Regions from separate parts of the Danio rerio genome. Here region 2 is linked to region 1. Evidence: chromatin contacts called from public Hi-C data. All regions are on one chromosome and are shown on one strand. Each heading gives the region's core, a stretch centred on a gene start, on an enhancer-like site or on the middle of the called end of the contact. The rest is flanking DNA. Distances are from core to core; before and after follow the strand shown.

Evidence for each region. Hi-C and Micro-C count contacts between places; a contact is called where the count stands out from the background.
Region 2: a contact with region 1 is called in a Hi-C map of an unstated tissue, with 8 times the contacts expected there. The contact joins the promoter of zc3h11a here to the enhancer-like site in region 1. A contact is called at or near these places in 3 of 18 Hi-C or Micro-C datasets (embryo, hematopoietic stem cells and an unstated tissue).

What each region holds. Positions count from the first base shown.
Region 1 is chr11:25,860,177-25,866,336 of GRCz12tu, forward strand. It overlaps nfasca (neurofascin homolog (chicken) a), which reads left to right. Exons shown (of 30, transcript NM_001145767.1): 25 at 5,214-5,504. Among named protein-coding and RNA genes, the nearest start is that of nfasca, 42 kb to the left of the region's middle. Within about 2 kb of position 2,880, at least 3 of the 62 cell types and tissues checked have an H3K27ac peak or open chromatin away from gene starts, as enhancers often do.
Region 2 is chr11:26,079,448-26,085,607 of GRCz12tu, forward strand. It overlaps zc3h11a (zinc finger CCCH-type containing 11A), which reads left to right and starts at 2,532. Exons shown (of 17, transcript NM_199686.2): 1 at 2,532-2,690; 2 at 3,990-4,061; 3 at 4,204-4,323; 4 at 5,262-5,381; 5 at 5,474-5,597; 6 at 5,688-5,876; 7 at 6,075-6,140. The coding sequence starts at 4,270. ovgp1 (oviductal glycoprotein 1) reads left to right here. Exons shown (of 17, transcript XM_073916736.1): 16 at 1-51; 17 at 131-2,913. The coding sequence ends at 465. It also overlaps a transcript of chia.3 not described here.

The sequences.
Region 1 (6,160 bases), core at 1,630-4,129:
GATCATAAGTAGACTGTTAGGTTGGGGTTAGGGTTAGGGATAGTGTAAGTTGACATACACTTGCAAAGTTTCCTATAGTCAGTTAAATGTCTGTTTAGCAGCAGTATTCACAGATATTAAGTAGACAGTCTACTAAAACTCAAATGGACCATCAAAACAAAGTGTTACCAAACTATTAAGCAGTTGTTTGTGTGGTTGACACCAATTTCTCCAAATGACTTTATTACTGTATAAATGGTTAAACTGTTGTCTAGTTAAAAGGTTTGGGTAATAATACATTTCAGTTACTCTGGTGGAAATAGATGGCAAATTATTATTATTATATATTGATTGACTCATGGTTTGTTATAAAATGACGATATTTGATTATCTGGAGTCTGAGGGTTTCAAAAACTCTAAATACTGAGAAAATCATCTTTAAAGTTGTTCAAATTAAGTTTTTATCATCGCATATTATACTGCACCCAATCAAAAATGAAGTTTTGACACTGTGGAGCATTTACAAAATGTCTTGATTTAAGATGATCTTTACTTAATAGTATAGTGATTTTTGACATGAAATAATGATCCATAATTTTGATTTATACAATGTAATTTGGGGCTATTCCAAACATTTACCCATGCAAGTCTGATTTTGTGGTTCAGGGTCATGTTTGTTGTGGATTTTACTTGCTGAATTAAGTAAGCCATTACTACTTCCTCTGAATGAATGCAAATTATACAAAATTATGAAAAAATACTTGAAAGTATCAAATCTGTCATTGTTTTCATAGTTAATTAATATTGTGAACATGCAAGAGCTGGCTTACAAATTGGCAGTACTTTTTTCTTTTCAGTCATGCAAACTGCACTGTGCAAGCTTACAACACATATGTAATTCAGTTTTTTATGCATGTAGTCACCTCTTATTAATAGAGGTATTCTTTTTGGATAAGGATTCATCCATAGCAAAGTGGATTAGTACAGTAATTATGGGTTATTTTCTAGCGTGTTCCTACTGATTGATGTTTACGTGTTGCTTTAACAAGGATAAAAGCCAGGTGTCAAGCAATGATACATGGAAGTCAGATTAGATTAGGAAAAGCTGCAGATAGTGAGTGTTGTGCTGCTGAATTATTCAAAAGAAATCAGCTCACCAGAAAATACAGCTTTTGCAATGCACGCCGCCGCTTCTGCTTGTGCCACCTTCATTTCTTTTATTATTTTGTGTCAGTCTTATGGAGAAATACAGGTAAGATTGCACTGAATTGTTGGCTTATTGGCTGTGTTGATCTGAACCCACATCACTGCGCTAAAGATTCACATCCATAGCATGTCTTGGTCTGGCAAAATGTTCTGTCACCAAGCGTAAACAGTCTCATCCTTGCCGATATACTGGAGTATGAATTGTTTTCACTTTTTAGTTTGGAAACTGCTTATGGGTCAAATACGACAAGGGATTTTCAAGCATCAAAACTATTAAATATGTTTTAGTTGAATGTGTTTAAATATGTTTTAGTGGATTGTGTCCTGTCAAAGTTTATTTTCTTCTGAGTAAAGAAAAACTGCAGTTTTACCATTACAAGAGAAGACTTTATGTAAAATATCATATAGTGTGACGAATATTTCGAAACCTAAAAATATAGGCATATTTAGAACAAGAATCATTTTAAGATAAACAATTGTATTAATTGGCATTTTAAATCTTTATTATGTGTCAATATTTTTCAAAGAACACATTTTTATACACACAAAAAAATACACAATTTATTATGATCACTTATTATTTAATATATTTCAATAGGTGCAGGCCGGAAAAACTATGTTGTTTCATGTTTACATGAATATGTTTTTACACTAAATGATTATTAAAATGATCATATAACTGATTAAAAATTATTTCACATTTCTTTATTACAAATGTTATTAATACAAAACAAATTGTTGCAGAAACCAAAATAGAACACATGTACCCCAGTATAATATTGCTGATACATCCTCGTATGTCAATAAAGATTACCCCATTATCTGATAATATCTTTTTATTGATTTATCTTACTATTTTATTTATTTATTTTTATTTATTTATTTATTTTTATTCAACAGAGTTTCAGAAAAACTGTATTTGCGAAGTCATTGGATTTATTTAGACAGTTCATATATAATAAAAAAGATAATACATAATAATAATAATAAATATATTTATAAGGCCCAATAACAGTCATTATGTTGACATTTATTTACCTCCACTGTAAAAAATGCAGGATTCCACGTAATTTTTAAATGGTGTCCAAACACAAGTCGATAAAGCTAACTTAACAAATTTAAGTGGATTGAACATAAAACAATTAAGTTGTGCCCAAAAAATATGCCCACTTTAAATAAATAGTTTGAACCAGCAGAACATTTTTTTTTTAAATGTAGAAATTTAAATGTAGAAAAAGTGAAGAAGCAGCTTTTTAATATATGTGAAAATTGATTGACTCTCTTCTGCAAGTAAATGCTGTTTATTTACATTTATAACAGTATCTTAAAAGAGTATAAAATATCCTCTATGTTCCAGTACTGACGAAGGGCTAGAAACTCCCCTGATATCATCTTTGACCCTTATAAAGTTTTCATTATTGAGTCAGTTCGTAAATTGTCCTTTGTTTCAAGGAAAATGCTTAAAAGGTGTACGATAATATCCACTGTGCTCTAATGGATTCCCACACATTTTCTCTTTTTGTGTTGACAGCAGTGCAAGTTTATTGTTTGTTATGTTTCAGGAGATATTCATGATTTGATATTTTGACTTGTTTCAAAATGCCAAGAGATCTGAGAATACTGTAGCATTTTGCAATTTGGTTCATGTGAGAATTGCATTAGCTCAGTGGATTGTAGTGACCCTATTTGTCCCCTTGGTGGTGCACAACAATCAATTTTTGCATACCCTCCACACAACCTCTGCAGTTTTCCTCTAAGACATGGCATTCACGCTGACAAATATCACAAAGAAAGTTGTTGCACCTTTTCAGGAGATATTTTAGAAAAGCAATACAAGCTAAAATTATGCGGAAAAATACAAATGTAATTTCTGGTATTTAGATATGCATTAATACTGCACTACATCTTGATATTTCTATATATTCTTATATACTTTATGCATGAAGTGTGTATACTACTGTTCAAAGGTTTGGTGGTAGTATGGTTTATCAGATATTTTTGGAGAAATAAAAATAATCTCCACTTGTTTTACCAATTTAGATTAAAAAACTGTAACACTGAATATTGTTATAAATTGTTTAAAAAATGAAATGTGTATTTTAATAATTAATATTTCTGTATAATGCAAGTCAGATTTTTCCAGCTCATGGTCCTTTAAAAATCATTCTTACAATATTTTGATCTAATAAAATTAAAAATTTAAGAAACAACTCTATTAACAATGTTGAAAACAGGCATCTGCTGCATAAAACATATGCCAGAGTAGTTGACGGTTCATACTGCTGTGGTGACCCCTGATGAACAGGGTGTCCGCAAGGGCTTAAAAAGACCTTAAAAGTCCTAAATTCACTGAAATATTGTTAAATAAATTTAAAGAGGTCCTAATTTTTCTCTGTTTAGGTAAAGCTAACCAGTCGGGCCGACATCCATTCAATCACCAACAATCCATCTCAATATAATCAGGGAAAGAAAACTAAAAAGAATTACTCAGTTCCTTGTGATAATAACAGAGCAATATATCCCTTTACATTATCTTCCATTCAAACATTTGTTCAGCAAAACTATTTACAGAAATAAGGGGGAGTAGACATTATATTTATAAATAGGCATGAAACTTACGGTTTTATAACAGAATGAATAGAAGATATACTCAAACAATTTGGACCAAAAGCCAACAAATATATATTTTTGATTGTTTATTTAATTGCAAACTAAGTTTTTATTTTATTTTGACACATTAAAGTATGTCATTAAGAACTGAAGTTTATTTATAAACTAATTTCGAGAGGATCACGTGTTTATGATTTACCACAGCCGATCTCCCATTAGCAAATCATAATTCCCCAATCATATGATTCCTAAGTTTCTATAAATAACCACAGTCTTCATTCAACATTTATCTTTGTCTGGAAGAAACCCCCATCCTCCGACTTCTCCTCCTTTTCTTGGTGGCACGGCGGCCCAGTGGTTAGCACTGTTAGCCCCACAGCAAGAACACTGCCGGCCCTGGTCCTCGCCAGGCTGGTGTGTGTTTCGGTGTGAAGTTTGTATGTTCTCCTAGTGTCGTGTAGGTTTCCCCTGGGTTCTCCGGTTTCCTCCTACCATCCAAATATATGCACAATGCTTAACGGATCAAGTAAAACTGGCACTTTGTCTTGCTCCCTTCAATCCCAAAGTAGTTTACCTTTGCCACTTCAGCTATGGAGTTTTTGAGATCTACCTGAGCTCAAGCTTCTCTCTCGCTCTCTCTCCCGGGACAGCATGCCAAACAAGCTTAGGATAAACCATCAGCTAAGTGTAAACTCTTGAAATACATTTTTATGGCAAACCAGGCCAATAGAAATAATCATTAGTGTTTAGCCCTGAATAAGTCTAAAATTTCATTCATAATGGTCTTAAAAGGGTCTTAAATTTGACATGATGAAATCTGCAGAAACCCTGAATAAAGGGATTAAGGTGAAGAAAATGAATGAATCAATGACTGTTAATCTAATAAAATTCTTAAGAAACAATTTTAATTAACAATGATGAAAACAGGCATCTGCTGCATAAAACATGCCAGAGTAGTTGGCGGTTCATTCTGCTGTGGTGACTCCTGATAAATCAGGGATTTAGCTGAAGGAAAATGAATGAATGAGTGTTGAAAACAATTATATAATGTGGAAACAAATGTTTCAAATGTATATAGTCCAACAGAACAGTATCTTTTTTTAACACTACAATATCTTCACTGTGTCTGATGTATAAACTAGTTAATTTCCAGAAAATCATACTCACTGAACATTTGAACTGTAGTATTTTACTTTTTTACAATTTGCAAATTGCAGTACGTAATATTAATGGCAGGTGGAATCCATTAGATGCAGTATCCCAATATTACATTCAGAACAGATTCTTCCATTAAATACATGGAAAAGGGGATTTGTGGGAATTCCATATAATTAACTCATTCTTTTTCTGTCTTTTCTCGCATCTCTTTGTGTCTCTCTTGTGCTTAACCTCTGGATCCTCTGTGTTCTTCCTCTCAGCCGTTAACTTTACAGATGGCTTGATGTTCGAAATTCCTCCTCCTCCCCTTCCCCCCTCCACTGACCCAAACCCAACAATATTCACCCCAGAACCAACTCCACCAGTCCCTACAACTGCTGCTCCAACCAAACCTACTACCACCACCACCACCACCACTACTACTACTACAACTTCTACTACTACTACAACTACCACAACTACTACAACAACCACCACTACTACAGCAGCTTCCACCACAGTTGCTCCAGTTCGGCCCGTGCCTCCCAAAACAGTGGATTGGAAAATGCTGGGTATCTGATAATGATAACAGTATTGAAAAAGCCCACAGTATAGATAATGAATAGATGAAATTAGTTTATCTTCTAGTGTAGATGACATGTATTGTGTATGTTCGACTCAGCCATGATTGATGTTCACCCTGTGCCAGAACACTCGAATTACACACAATTAGTATTGACAGTTGCTTAACAAATAGCCTAGTTGCATTAAAATGGTAATCTGAAGAAAATGTTGAAATTAAAAGCACACATTTGAGCAAATATTGTTAACATTTTGTAATTTAAAGACCCCATAAAAAATTTCATTGTTTTGTCATACGTTGTAATTTGACTTAATCAGTGACTTGATTCTCTGCCAACCAGAGAGACATTGAAAATAGCATGTGAAAGGCAGGTATATTTAAAAAGTATCAGGTAACATTTTACAATAGTAATGTATTAGTTAATGTTAGTTAATACATTAGTTAACACAAATTAACAATGAACAACACATCTGTTAAGCATTACTTGATTTTGTTAATGTTAATTTACTCATATTAATCAATGTTAATTTACTCATATATGTATTTCTTTGCCTTAACAGTTTGATTAGTTTATTTTTACTTACACAAACACTAATGTATATGTTAATGGATAAAATAGCATGACAATTATTGCTAACAATAAGC
Region 2 (6,160 bases), core at 1,282-3,781, 220 kb after region 1:
GACAGGGCACCTACCCTTTAGTCAACAGCCTTAAGAAATCATTAATACATGGTGAGATTGGCATAGTTGGACTGTTATAAATGGTTACTTATTTTCACATTCTGAATTATAACCTTTTTATTTGCAACAGGAATTGAATCGTCTTCCTCCATGACCAGCACCAACTTTTTCTTCAGTATTTTTGCAACAGCTGGAAAAGGCTCTTTGCCAACACCGATATGTGTGAAGATTGTCAGATCTTTTTCAGCACAGCAAAGTCTGTTTTGTGCAAACAGATCAGATGGACTATATTACAGAACGAATTCCCTCAACTCATTTTATAGCTGTAGTGAAGGAATAACAAATATCACCTGGTGCACCCCGTTCCATGCCATTTCAAATAATTCTAGGAAAGTACAATTATCACTGATGATTATTTTTATTACATTGGGGAGTGCAGGTTTCTTAACTAAAATGCTGATTTAGGATTAAAGCAGATGGAAAGACTTGAGCACTAGTGAATAATTATGATTGCTTTTGTCTTGATTCTTTTGTTCTAAAACACCTTTAAATGTAATTTAATTTGAACCATTTCTACAGTGGCCGAGAGAAATTTAAAAAACACATGCATTTACAAAAAACACCAGCAAATTAACAATAGATAAACAAACAATAAATTAAGAAAATGCCCACAATTCTTGTTGGATATTAAAACTGTTTCTTAAACAATTGTTTAAGCAAGTTTTAGCTACATGTAATGGATAACAAAAGATGTACTACTGCATGCATTTCATTGACATAATTTGTTTGTGTGTGTTTGTAGTTCAGCCTGATATCTTGAGGAAATATAATTTTACATATTGTCAGAAAAGTGGCAAATTAGTACTGATGTATACAATTTTATGTATATTAATATAAATAATCTTTAAAAGGAGACATGTCCCCAAGCCCCAAACCAATTGGAAGATAAGCAAATCCTTCTAAAATGTATGAATAAAATGCAAATATGAATAAAAAATAGCCTCTAAATCAAAAAAATAACAAATCGATTGTCCTGGTTTGTTTGAAAATAATACTTCAAAAAGAAAACTGCAACATCTACACCTTACACTATGCTGGTCATCACTATTAACAGGATTAACACCCCCTTTATCAGGTTGTTTATATGCATCTACAAGTTTTTATTATACTCTTAATAAAAAAAAACATTCAGAACTGATTGGTTAAACAAATCAGATTATCACAGATTCCCCTATTTCAATTCAAGTATGTAGGTGGATTTTGTACTAAATTTGTTAGTAGTTAATCTGACAGCATCTGAGTCTTTGTTTGTTTTACCCATATGTAAAATGCCCCATGTAACACTATTCTTGTGTTTGTTTGTCTGTTTAAATTATTTTATATTGTATTTATTTTGTTTGTATTATTCTTAACTCAAATATCTAATATCAGTATCAGTATATCTAATAACTAATCAGTGGATTTAGGCATGTGGACATTGTCAAAAGATTCTGTTAAATTTCAAACTGAGTATCAGAAAGTGACTTTAAACATGGTGGCATGGTTGTGTGTCAGCGTCAATATTTGAGAAAGTGCTGATCTACTGAGATTTTTTCATGTGTATCATCTCAATGGTTTACAGGGAATGGTCAAAAAATAAAATAACTGTGGCAATTGCTTGAAGGAAATGTATTATTAATGCCAGAGGTCAGAGGAGGTTTGTGCTAATAGAAGGACAAATAAATTCTTATAAGCAAGCATTTGCAGTAGAGCAGTGGTTATCAAACTGTGGTGCTTGTACCACTAGTGGTGCGCATCTAGTGGTACGCGGAGGAATCAAATATGTCAAATGTACATGCTACATATTTATCAACATATATCAGAAATGATTTATATATAAATATTACATATAATATTTATTATATGACATATAGCCTGTATTTCTGAGGTCCAGACAAGATTTCCAGGTGTTGAAGAATTGGCTCCTATATGTTAACACTTTACATTTAAGTACAGCACTTTTCTTTATACTTTTTAAGAACAGTAACCTACCATTTTTAACTTTTAAAAGCACATTTTAATAAAAATGTTGACGTTTTTAGTGTTTTTTTTTAGATACAGCACAGTGATAACGTTCAGACTCTTTATAATGTTTAAAGTGGCTGACAATAATAAATATTCTAATTAATAGAATTTAATCTGCCACGTTTTTGAACTGTGCAGAGCTGTACTGTAGCTGCTTTACTGGGCTTACTACGCTACAGTATTTCAATATTGCTCATGGTGGTACTTGATGAAAAAAGTTTGAGAACCACTGCAGTAGAGCATCTGAACACAAGACATTGAGGTAGAAGAGCTACAGCATCATCTGATTAACATGTCAAGCACATGATTGACACTGTTGTTAAGCTAACATAAACTTAAGACTGGACCAAAATTTCTGAGTTGTTATTTAAACAATTAAAAGTAAGTCCAACCTGTCTGTACCCATTTAATTGAGAAGGGTGTGATTTAAGTGGTGAACTGTCCCTTTAACGAGTCTCGCCGTCACACTGACGTTTACAGTCATTTGTGTAAGCACTTTCCTGCTGGGCAGCGCGGGCGCCATTTTATTCGTCTGTACCGTCTGTAAACCGAGAAGAGAAAAGTCCTGTACTGGAGAGCCTACGTGCATCAACCCGAACATACTTAATTCCACTCGGTATAAACTGGTAATTGTGCTAGATTAATTTAAAGTAAATGTTATTAAACATTTTATTTATTTATCATTCAACATATTTTAGTACAGTCTAGTAACTGTTAGTTGTGTTAAAGTTAGAATGCTAACTTACTCGAAGTTAGCAACATGCTATGCTAAGCCGTAGAATAAGCTACCGTGTTGTTTGTCACGTAACGCTAAACAGCTATTGGATTTAAAATATACTCATTTGGTCTTTACACGTTGTTTGTCTGTGTTTTTCATATGAAGATTTGCATAGTAAATCGAGTCAAATAAAACAATGACACCACGGCCTAACTCGACAATCTTGCATAACGCGACAATCATTTGAGTAACGTTAGTGGATTTCGAAGATTACGGTAATGTAATACAGCTATGGGAATATAATTATTGACTCTTATTACATTCAAAACGTTTTTGCTTCGGCTTTGATTTATGATCGTGGTGATATTTGCTTTTTGTTCATCTGTAAAAATGTGCTTTAAACCTTTACATTTTACAAATGCAGATTTTGTAAACTGCACCTTAACGTTACATTCGCGGACACAAAATCGTCAAAATGCTGAATTTGATACTAACTTTAAAACGTGATTAATACTGTTTACTATGTTTGGATCACCACACCAAGAACAAAATCGTGTTGAAACACGACATTGTTGTTACAGAAATCCATTGTTGTCTTTACGTGTTATGTAAACCCTAACACATGTTCTGTCTGCCATGTTTTCCGTGTAATAATGCATATTGTGTCTCTGTCCTTATTTAAATAACCAACTTTTCAGCACATGGGGAGTGTTTTTGTCTCCTTTTTGAAATGTAGGTTATTCAAGATCTTGTCCCTCATTCCAGAGGATTGCTGGAGTTGGATAATGAGTTAGCTTTCCTGAAGATTGCTGCCTTTTTGTATTAAAAATCTCTCCATTGTTTTTTTTTTCCCTCTTATTGGGCTTTTTTTTAAAGTTCCTGTTTACCCCATTTTAATTTTTCCACCCGGCTTCCAGTGACGTAGAAGATATTGTTCCTTTTTTACCCATTTCAACATCTCCAAGATATCCAGATATACATGTTTTGCCCCTTTTTGACTTCATCTAGTTCAAGAATTTTTTAAACTCCCCCAAACCCAATCACCTCTCAATTATCAACAATCTCGGAGAAAAAAACAAAAGGACATTTTCCACCATCTGCCAGTTTTAGCAAAGCAGTCTGATGGGAACAGGTCACTAAAAGAGAGGCAAAAGTTGCCCCTGCTTCCCTTGTTCGCTCTGTACTCATCAGTCAAGTATTCCTTCAGGATCCAAACAGTGCGGAGCGACTCTTCAAGGAGTGCTTGAGATTGTGCCTGGGAACATCTCAGCCACTGCAGGTGAACGAAGTTCTTGCAACGCTTTCACTCTCTTACCAGTTCTTAAATATCCTCCACCATTTTACGCCATTCAAGACAGAATGTGAAAGTGAAAAAATGTGGATCAACAGGAGCATGAATAGACTTCTAACACTCTAAATAGGGAGATTGCAAGTGTCCAGGACGAGATCCCACCTCCTGACCCTGAAGAGTACAAACCTGTTCCAGAATGACCTTGCAAGGAGATGATTGCTACTTTTTCTACTATTCTACCTGTACGAAGGTAGGTAGAAAATGAAGTGATGATGAGCTGTTGTGGTTTTGTTGGAAATAAATGTTATGTTTTTTAAATTTGGAATGTATTTTGAGCATTCATGAGTCAAATTATTTTATTCATAACTAGGGTTACACTGTTTACCAGTACTATGGTAGTATCGTAATTCTATGGCTCCAAAATACTGGCGGTTCCACTTCAGTTTGTAAATGCTAATATTGTCATTAACTGTCTATCTACAATACATAATGTGTCTACCACACGTTTGTGCAACGCTAGACCATTTTATTTGAATAGTCTGTGGAGCTCTATAAGGTTGCAAAACTGTGTAGAATTCACGCCTTTTATAGTGGCATATTGCACTTTTTCTGATGCTTCAGTTTGAATCTGAATCAGTTAATTTCTGCTCCTGTCAATGTGATTTAGTAGCTACAACAACTGTGACAATCTCTGAAAAAGAACGACTCGCAGTGAAATTTTGAATAAGAAAAAAACAAAAAACAATAGATACAGGAAACATTGAAACAATTTTTGACCACTTCATAAACCTAATTTGGTTGAAAAAATGCTCTTTTTGTAATGAATTTCATTTGGTAAAATTTTCATCTTTATTTTAATGTATTTTTCGTCGGTCAGTTATTTACAAACTAAACAAAAAAAAACGTTCAAATACTTTTTTCAATAATAAGGCAATGGTTAATTAGATTTAAGTAGGCCTATTATAACGTAAATTGTAGTGTTTCTGAATTTTTTTTTATATCATGGGTTTGAGTTATTAATTACAATATCGCAATACTAAGTATCACGATGCTTCAGCTGGTATAGTATCGTAACATGAATTAATGATATCGCAGCAACCCTATTATTAACAATAGAACACTTTTTTTATGATTTTTGTAAATAAAAAATTGTATAGTGAATTAAAAATGTTTTGTGTCCTTTTTAAGGGTGACAGTTGCCCTTTTCGACACTGTGAGGCTGCCATGGGTAGTGAAACGGTTTGCAACCTGTGGCAAGAGCAAAGATGCTTCCGTAACGTCTGCAAGTTTCGACACATGGAAATAGATGTAGGTCACTTTTTAAATCCCTCAAATGTTAAGATTTTTTTCTTTCTGAAATTGGACCTCATTAGTGATGACTTTGTTGATGCCATTTATAGAAAAACCGAAAGGAAATTGCCTGCTATTGGGAGAATCAGCCGGCTGGCTGCCAGAAGCCTCATTGTGCTTTCCATCATGAGAAGCCACGCATCATCAATGGCAACTACTTGGCTCCAGATAAGGGTATTTGATCCTCTTTACAGGATTTTTAAACATTACTGGTCTCCATAGGAATTTCTAATTGATGAATTGTCTTCTTTTTTTTTTTTACAGGGCAGGTAGCGCGAAAGGACAATGAAGAGGCCCCGCTTGAGGAGAAGGTGAACCAAGTCCCTGCACCCAGTGCAAACCCCACTAACCCACAGCTCAGAGGAGTCAAGAGAACTGAGACCCAAGAGAATGTGCCCAGCCCTACTCATCCACCAGTGGTCATTAACCCTGTGGATGACGATGATGAAGATGGTAAGCAGTCATTCTGTAAATGCCTTAACTAGAACAGGAGTGTCCAATCCCATTCATCATTAATCCCAGTCCTTAATTAATCATTGTTGAACTGGTTCAGGTGTGATTCTAATTAGGGTTGGTGGTAATGTCTGCGGATGACTGGTTGAGATCATTCATCTAGAAATCTTTACTGACTTTTTACTTCATTATTTACAGATCAGTTTTCAGAGGAAGGAGACGAATCTTTAGGAGTCTCACCCCGGAAACTGGTCTCAAGCAAACGTAAATATTCCTTAATGTTT